Linked DNA regions of Cydia pomonella: region 2 is linked to region 1. A link is a contact called in public Hi-C data. All regions are on one chromosome and are shown on one strand. The core of a region is the stretch at or near the end of the contact, and the rest is flanking DNA. Distances in the headings are between cores, read along the strand shown.

The links. Hi-C and Micro-C count contacts between places; a contact is called where the count stands out from the background.
Region 2: a contact with region 1 is called in a Hi-C map of whole body, with 4 times the contacts expected there. The contact joins the promoter of LOC133517831 here to the promoter of LOC133517822 in region 1. A contact is called at or near these places in 2 of 2 Hi-C or Micro-C datasets (both in whole body).

Annotation. Positions count from the first base shown.
Region 1 is chr5:15,235,618-15,240,105 of ilCydPomo1, forward strand. It overlaps LOC133517822 (COP9 signalosome complex subunit 8), which reads right to left and starts at 2,602. Exons shown (of 4, transcript XM_061851258.1): 1 at 2,450-2,602; 2 at 2,268-2,338. The coding sequence starts at 2,503.
Region 2 is chr5:15,449,827-15,454,380 of ilCydPomo1, forward strand. LOC133517831 (vacuolar protein sorting-associated protein 52 homolog) reads left to right here and starts at 2,745. Exons shown (of 7, transcript XM_061851276.1): 1 at 2,745-3,551. The coding sequence starts at 3,300.

The DNA.
Region 1 (4,488 bases), core at 1,352-3,851:
GATGTTTGTTGCTCGATCACACAAGAAAGGCTGAACCGATTTAGATGAAATTTAGCTTAATGATGAATCATCATCAATTATCACAATACAATTCTTCAGATGATAAATTTTGACGACCGGTTGGCCTAGTGGGTAGTGACCCTGCCTACGAAGCTGATGGTCCCGGGTTCAAATCCTGGTAAGGGCATTTATTCGTGTGATGAGCATGGATATTTGTTCCTGAGTCATGGGTGTTTTCTATGTATTTAAGTATTTATAAATATTTATATATTATATATATCGTTGTCTAAGTACCCTCAACACAAGCCTTATTGAGCTTACTGTGGGACTTAGTCAATTTGTGTAATAATGTAAAAAAAAAAAAATAATAATAATAATAATAAGATCTTGTTATCTTCATTATCGTCAGTAGCCCGTTAAAATTCACTACAAGTATCATCAGAATATTTTTGACGTGACGCGTCGTCATGGATAAGTACGTTATATTTTGTGGGTTTTAAAAGTTGTAGAACTTTTTCTGAAATGGCAAAATGTTTTCGTTTCGACAAAAGAGGGTCAGAAGATTCTAAGGCTCGGTGAAACAAGTCAAGGACAGTGGTTTTACGGTCTAATTTGCGTGTATGGTGCTCTCGATCATAACGACAAAAATTGTTCCTTGATTCACCGGCTTGTTCTGAGAGCATTTCAATGGGTAAGGAAATATATTCTATGATTTTCGCTTCATGTATTAGTATTTTATGAACTGTGACAGTCATATTTTATCAGCCATATTTTTTGACGTATTTGGTAGCCAAATTGTTACAAAATATCTGAAATTTCATAGAATCTATTTCCAAACCGCATTACAATGCCACTAGAGTAAGTTGTCAAGAAGCAATTCTTTGAGTCATAAAATATTGGCAAAGGTCTTTCGATTTGATTCTGATAAAGCAGTTCGGGCAGTACACCTTCCCAATACCACGCAATGTCCTTCATCGAAGATATGACCCAACATAGCACAGCTTTTGCGTAGCACAATTTTTTAAGACTCAAACATAATAATGCCTATTAAAAATCAAAAGAATTGTAATATAATAAACTAAAATTAACGATGTTATTTATAAGCAAAATCAATGAATATGATTGAACATGATAATTAAATTGCCATAGAAAAATTAGCGACAATCCTAAACAATATTTTTAAAAATTCATATCTCGTCACCCCTTCATTTTTATGAGCTAGAATTTAATATTCAGCTATGTTATGTGTTAATTCAGTCCATTAAAACATAAAATGCGACCATTAAGGCACTTTGCCACAAAAAAATATTTTTCCTATTTGGTAAAAACTTTAATTGTGTCTTAATGTACTGTGTTTTTTATGCAGTGTTATGGCAACAAACTTCTTTTTTGAGATCATATTTTATTTATTTGCATATAATGTACCTGAAAAAAGATATTGCATATTTATGGTTTCTATGGGTTTTTCTCGCAAATCACAATAACTCTGAGAATAATTATAAAAAAAACCTTTGCTGTTTTTGTCAAACCTCTAAAATAGTAACAGCTATCAATTAAACATATAAACCACACATGACCGCAATCAAGCCAAAATTACACACTGCTTATGTATAATGTATATTGTCACCTTAGTAGGTCAGTTTGGGGCTAGGTGAATCTGTGTAAGATTGTCCTCAAACATTTATTTATTTATTTATAAAATATATACATTATAATTACAGCTCTCAGTTTGAGAGTCATGAGGTATCCAAATCTCCAGGTGCTATAACAAATTACTACTAAAGTTGGTACCTTACATTGAAGAGTAATGGTGCTATTCATAAATGCGCTACAAGCCTCAATTAGCTATTGTTTGACTTAATCTGTCAATTAAACTTATGTATTTGTAAAGAGATACAATATATATTAACTAATGAAGGTGTGTTTTATGAATAAGGGTGTTGAAATAGAGTACTAATAAGCAGTGAGCTTCAAATTTTCAGACTGTTTAGCACTTTACATACTGCTCACGAGGACTAGGAAATCTAAATTAGCTCCACTTGTCTACAAATCATTTTAATGTGCCACCGCTACTAACTAGCATAAAGGTTAGTAGCCGAAATAAATAAAAAATTAAATATGGGATGTTCCAATCATAGAATTAGTAGAATTATTGTAGGTTGTCTACTGCTATAAAGATATACTTACATACTAAGATGAACACAGTTTTCATTAAGAAAAAACAAAACATGAAAAACTTTTAGAATAAACATTCCAACTTTACTTACAGATCATTTTGATACAAATAAATGACTAACAGCTGAGCATAAGTAGAAGGTGAAGCCACTCCAGTGGGAGCCTGAAATGATAATAAAGCGTTAAACTTAACTAATCCTTATAATTAATAAAGAGTAGAGCTAGGTTATCTTTCACCAAAAATGTATTCGCTTAGACTTGAATTCAATCTTACTTCTAATTCCTGTTTTTCCAAATCCACACAAAGTTTATCAAAATTAGATATCATTCTTAAAACTATATTGTCAAGACTCAATTCAATTTTGTTATGCCTCTAAAATAAATCTAGTATAAGCTTTTCTAGTAGTGAACTGTCAACACTGTCAACTGTCAAGCTGAGGCACAACCGTGCACAGATAACCAAAAATTATAACATAAAAAGCTTAAACGTAAAACTCTTCAGAGTGTACAATCAAATTGCCAATATGATTATAAATTAAATTGGAGATTTGTTTATCAATCTTTTTTAGCCGGATACAGTTTTAAGCTATAGCAGACGGGCGTACCGGACCGTGACTTAGATCCGGTCTGCATATCACGTTTTAACTTTTACTTAGTGCTGCATCATCTTCTACACGATCGAACAAGCCTCGGACCGGAACAAGGTCGCAGTCCGGTAAGCCCGTGACACCAGTCTGTTATAGTTTTCTGCGTCCGCACCGCATAATTTGGCGACTGGTCTGGCCTAGTGGGTAGTGACCTTGCCTATGAAGCCGATGGTCCTGGGTTCGAATCCCGGTAAGGGCATTTATTTGTGTGATGAGCACAGGTATTTGTTTCCGTGTCGTCGGTGTTTCCTATGTATTTAAGAATTTGTATATTATATATATACTTGTCTGAGTACCTACAACACAAGCCTTTTTGAGATTACAGCGGGACTTAGTCAATTTGTGAAAGAATGTCCCTATAATATTTTTAAAAAATGTGCGAAAAATTGTCCGGTCCAGACGGGACATTTACACTCAATCGATTAAATTACCTGAACCAATCAGGTGGTGTGGTCACAAATATGAAATTATATTCAGTCAAACAAGATTGTCAGTAGAGAAGGCGCGTATTTCAAATTTTCTGTGAGACAATAACCTGCTTTTTCGCCGTTTTTTCTATTAACGGTTAAAGATTCAATTTTTAGATTTTGACCTATCAAATGGAGATGCAGACATAAGAATATCAATTTTCAGGGGCATTTCTTTATGCTGAGCGCTCAAATTTCAGCAAAAGTCTAAAATTGGTGATTAAATTGTGTACGTGTGTTCGCTAGATGAGATTAACGCCATTTTTTTTCCTGATCGGTCATTAAGTCATTCCGTCTGGACTGACCTTTAACCTATAATAATCCATACTAAATCAAATATTTTTTTAAATTTCAAATGTTGTAAACGATGTGCTGATATTTGGTGAAACGGAAAAATGTTATTTCTCGGACCCGAAATTGATCTGATATCGACCACTCACGGACCACCACACGGATCACTAAACGTCACATACGGTGATATGCATGATCTAAAGAGAACTAGGTATATCCGCACACAAAAAATGCATGTATCAAAACCTTGGAGGTATAAACAAAAATTTTAAATCCTCCAAGATCAAAACTATCAAAACAAATTTCTTTTCATCTCTCTTGTTCGGAAAGTGTGATTTTCATGAGCAGATAGCCGGGTGGAAAATAGCTTCTTCCACCCTAGGGTGGAAAGTTTTTTTTTTAAAGTTATGATGAGCAAGCTTATAGCCCCCTCCAGACTATGCGCGTGAATCGCGACGCGACTTCGCGGAGCGAACATACCGCGACGTTGAGGTAGACTCCACACTCGCACAACTTCACGGCGATTTCGCAGTTTGGTTCGCGGCAAGATGGCGCCGAAGCGTCAGCTGATCGGATTTAGCTTGCGGGAAGGCACTGATTCAAACTGGGAACTGTCAAATTGATTTTTTGTTGATCAAGTTCGCACCCAATATAACTAAGTAACTGCCATAGAAGGTTATGACAGTTTAACTGAGTTACAGATTAACCGACTCGTGAGCGAATCGCGGCGCGAAGCGATCGCGATCGCGAGTGTGGAGTCTTGCAAGTTCGCGCTTCGCGTCTCCTTTGACGCGGGCCAAATACCGACAAATAAAGGCGCGAAGGCGTGAACAATCTGAGAAATCGACGCGAGGGCCATCCACACTAGCGTTCGCGGCTTCGCGCCTCGCTTCGCGCACGAGTGTGGA
Region 2 (4,554 bases), core at 1,495-3,994, 210 kb after region 1:
CTAGTATTATATAGATGTGCCCAGCGCCGGCCCGAGCACTTGATCAGGGTAGAGCGAGATTGGGTTTTGGCGCCCGCGGTTAAACTTTTGTAACCAAATTTGATTGCAGTTTAATAAAAAAAAACAGGCTAAGAGCACGGCGGGCCATGCTCAGTACTAGGTTCCGTAGTTACCCGTCCGTTGCATCACAATATTAGGTTGCCCTGAACGAGGCCTGTTAGTGGATATCATAACAAGCAAAAGGGACTACCATCACAGAATTTGTACATCTTTTTACTTAGTGGTCTTTTATCAAAAACTATCCAGGTACGAAAGCCCAAAGTTTCCGGCCTCAGCTAGTTCCCGTTTAAGGCCGAAGGCCAGAGTCGGGAAAATAGAGCTTGAAATCAAACCAGAGGCCAAATGTACGCGAGGCTGAAGCTTTCCTGCGGGCTGCGTTCATGGGGGGCCAAAAGACAAGCTTCAGAAGCGCTGAGCTCGGACAAGAAAAAAAGGCTTAAAAAACAAGGCTGAAGACCCGGAGCTTCCGTTCGAGGCAAAAGCAAGGCTTGCGAGAGAAAAGGAAGTCGCATCAATGGCCAAGTTGCAGTGACTCTGAAGGCCGAGCACATAAGGCTGCAGACCCGAAGCGTCCGATTGCGGCGCGCTTCCATGCAAGGCCGAGAGCAAAGAGCACAGCTGGGAATATAGACAATATGATTTAAGCTCTCATGCTGCTCGGTCTTTGGCCTCGCTTGGAAACGGAACTTGTTGGTATACTTCAGGTCTTCAGCCTTCACCGTGTCATATATATTATACTATCCTTTGCTTCACGGGGCGCCGAACCCGACCTTCAGGACTTTAATTTTGCCATCAATTTATTTTTATAACACTAAGAATTAGATGGCTCTGCCGTAATTGAGCCTTCAGCCTCTGGATGCGCATTTCGATATTTTGGTACTACGAGGAATGCGTCCTTCGGTTTCCTAGAGCTTTGAACCTCGCTCATCATGCTTGCTCTCCTTTGGCTCATACAAAAACGCGTTTTGATGAGTCGCTCTGCGCCTTCGGCTTTCAGAGGAATTCAGCTTTTATTTTTTGCGTAGCCTAAGAAATGCTTTCAGGTCTTTGCCAAAGAAAAGGCAAAAGCACTCCCCGCCATTTTGCGCGTATTTGCGCGCCCGCGCCACTTAAAACTTTTTGCCTCTTGATTTTTTTTCCACATTTGCCATTTTGGCGCCCCCCTACCATTTGGCGTCTAAAGCGGCCGCTCTACTTCAACTTCAACATCAACATTTATTCAGCAAATAGGCCACAAGGGCTCTTTTACACATCAACATGGAATTTACTTACAAGCAAAAACAAGCACAACAATTTATTATAAAACACAATTCATTGAAAATATTAATGCAAACTACAGTATTATTGTTTAAAGTAAAGTAAGTAAAATATTATTATTACTTAGAGATGTATAAAGTCTCTAAATGTCGAATTACAAAAAAACTAAAATAATAATAATAAAAAACACAAACAGATACAAAAAAAAACTAAAATTAGTTAGAGATGTATAATATATCTCTAAATGTCAGAACTAAATTATTTTTATCAAATTATCTTTAGAGATGTTTAGAGTCTCTAAGAGTCAAAATTCCGTATAATTAAAACATTCATTAGGATAAAAGAAACATACGAGAACCGAATGAGGTGTCTCACTGTAATTAAAGTTAGCTTAAACAGACCAGAGGGCCTACCGCGAACCACGTTCGACGTGTTGCCTCTCTGTCGCACGTGTAAATTCGTACGTAAGTGTGACAGGGAGGCAACACGTCGAACGTGGTTCGCGGTAGGCCCTCAGTCTCCATAAACAGCACCCGTTCACGAGTATGATGCCCACTCGCTCTACCCTAGATCCGGCCCTGGATGTACCATACATGCGGATGTAGAACATACGCAATGCGACAAAATTAAAATCACGTTTTAACATTCCTGACAACATACCAAAAACAACCTACGTAATTTGGTCGGGTTCGTTGTTAGCCACCATAAAACGTCTATGTCACTTAAGACTTTTTCAAAATCAAATCAAAAAAAAAATCAAAAATATTTTATTGTATGGTTATGGGTTCTACAAAGGTCTTATTTTTAGAAGTAGGCATAAAGGACAAGTGACACTATGACAAGGACAAACAATAATAGCTCTTTTTCTGCTACTCCTACGGAAAGTTATCTCCCCCCTATTATTGTACCTATGGAAGGTAGAGTTAAGGAATAGAATCTCCAAAAAGTGTTCGACAAAAAACCATAAATATGTGGCATAAATACCTAGAATACTTGACAAAAAAATCTAATCATAGACACCACACTTTACCACACGTCAATAACGCCTAGGTTCTTAGCTACTCTAGCGCGACTCTGGAGAGATTTGGAACTATTATTTATAGCTGACAGCTGGACACTTGCAACAGTTCTGCCTATGGAGATTCTATTCCTTGTCTCTACCTCATAAGAACATGTTAAACTACTTTTAGGGGACCTGTATTGACCATATTTTTGTAAATATTGAATTTAAAATATCTTTTGGCACACGTCACGTAACCAAACTCGAAACGTCATTGAAGATTCTGATGACGTCACAACTCTCGGATTGACACTGTTGACAGTTAGGCGATAAACAACAAATGACAAATGTCAGTTGACAGTTCGTATCTCCTACGTGTCTATGTAGTTATGTGTCAAACCGTAAACTGTGACGTCACAAAATTTTCAAAGAGCGTTTTGGGCGCGAAAACATCTGTTAAAATATATTTTGTTAATTTAACATATTTAAAGCCGTTTTTAGTATAAAAGTTGAATTTTAGGGCAATTTTTAGTTAATATAGAACGTAATACAAGCGTTTCAAAAAATTGGAAACAACCCTATTGTACCTTTATGACACGTATTTTTTTTTTTTATTTGCCTTGCCGGGCTCTAGCTGATCTTGTTTTGATATACCTCCGTACCTTGAGAGCAATAAATTACTGAATTACTTGCTGTACAATCAAATGTACATTTCGGACCAAACATGTCAAGATGTCATTCCGAGTGACACTAATGACTGTGACAGTACGAGAGTACGACTACTATGAAAAATGACATATTACAGCTAACGTATGAACGTTTATACCGTTGTGTTATTTATTATATTACAAAATAATGTTGTATTCAATACAATTCAACTAAATTAAAACCCTCCAAATATCTACAACTTTACATTATTATGTCCTTTTGAATCAGAGTTCGTATTAGAAGAATAACACGCCCTACATTAATCAAGTCCACTATGTCTGAAACAAATCATATGAAAGATGTATTGGATAAGAACTTAGAAGATTTTGAGATTCAAGAAGTTCTCAACAATGGCACAGATCTTAGAGAATATGCTCTTCAAGTTGACAAAGGTATAAAGGAGGCAGAGAAAAACTCAGTGGCAGATTACTTGAAAGAAAGTGGAAACATCAGTTCGCTACACAACCAGATCGAGGAGTGTGATGGCATACTAGCTCGCATGGAGAGTATGCTGATGGTGTTCCAAGTATGTACCGTTAATGCTTTACTTTGTTAACACTAACACAAAAATGGTTATTTGTTTTACAAGGGGGCAAAGTTGTTTAAACTCTCATAATCTAATATTAATACCCGAGCAAGCGAAACATTTCTAAAAGCGGAATCTTGAGCGTTGTGAGGGTTTCAACATGTTTTACCATACCAACCCAAGGAAAATACTGACTGTAAAATATCAAACAAAATCAAATCAATTCAAAATGAATGTTATTAAATATTTATCATTCAAAATCATCATTTAAAAGCCAATTCTACTAGCCAACATAAGAAAATAACTCAACATTTCCATTTGATTACTTTGCCACACATGTGAATAAAATGCATCTTTCTCATCAGTTTTTGAACAATCAAGAGAGCTTTTACCAGCTAGTGTGCTGAAAATAAGTTTTCTATGAATGTTTCCTTAATTAACCAGATCAATCAACCAGAGCTTAAGTACAGCAGGTTACTTACCCACTACAAGCATAGCCGATAACATGCAAAATCCCATATTTAAAAAAAGCTACTACACTGGGACTGAATGTGTTAACTTGAAGTCTACTTACTAGTTCAGTAAATGAAAACAAAAAAAATCTAGTCAACTATATTACAGATGTGTTACACCTCTAATTAACTAGACAGCCTAGCTTTCGCAAAACATGAATTTGGATAGCCTGAGTATAGGTATGTATGGCAGCCTATGCCAATGCTCGGGATTAGTAGTCAAGCGGACCCCAGGCTCCCATGAGCTATGGCAAAATGCCGGGACAACGCTAGGAAGAAGAAGTCTGTTCTATCTAAAGCATTGACATAATATCTAAGGACGGGCCTTACATGCACTAAAACTGGTGCTAAATCAGTGGTGTCACTGACAAATTCAAGCCAATCATGCAGTGTAGCACAACTAGTTGTGACCAATTGTGCGTGATGCAAACTCATCAACCAATTGTGTTGTAGCATTAGACTGTACAATTCGCTGATTGGCCCCATTCTTA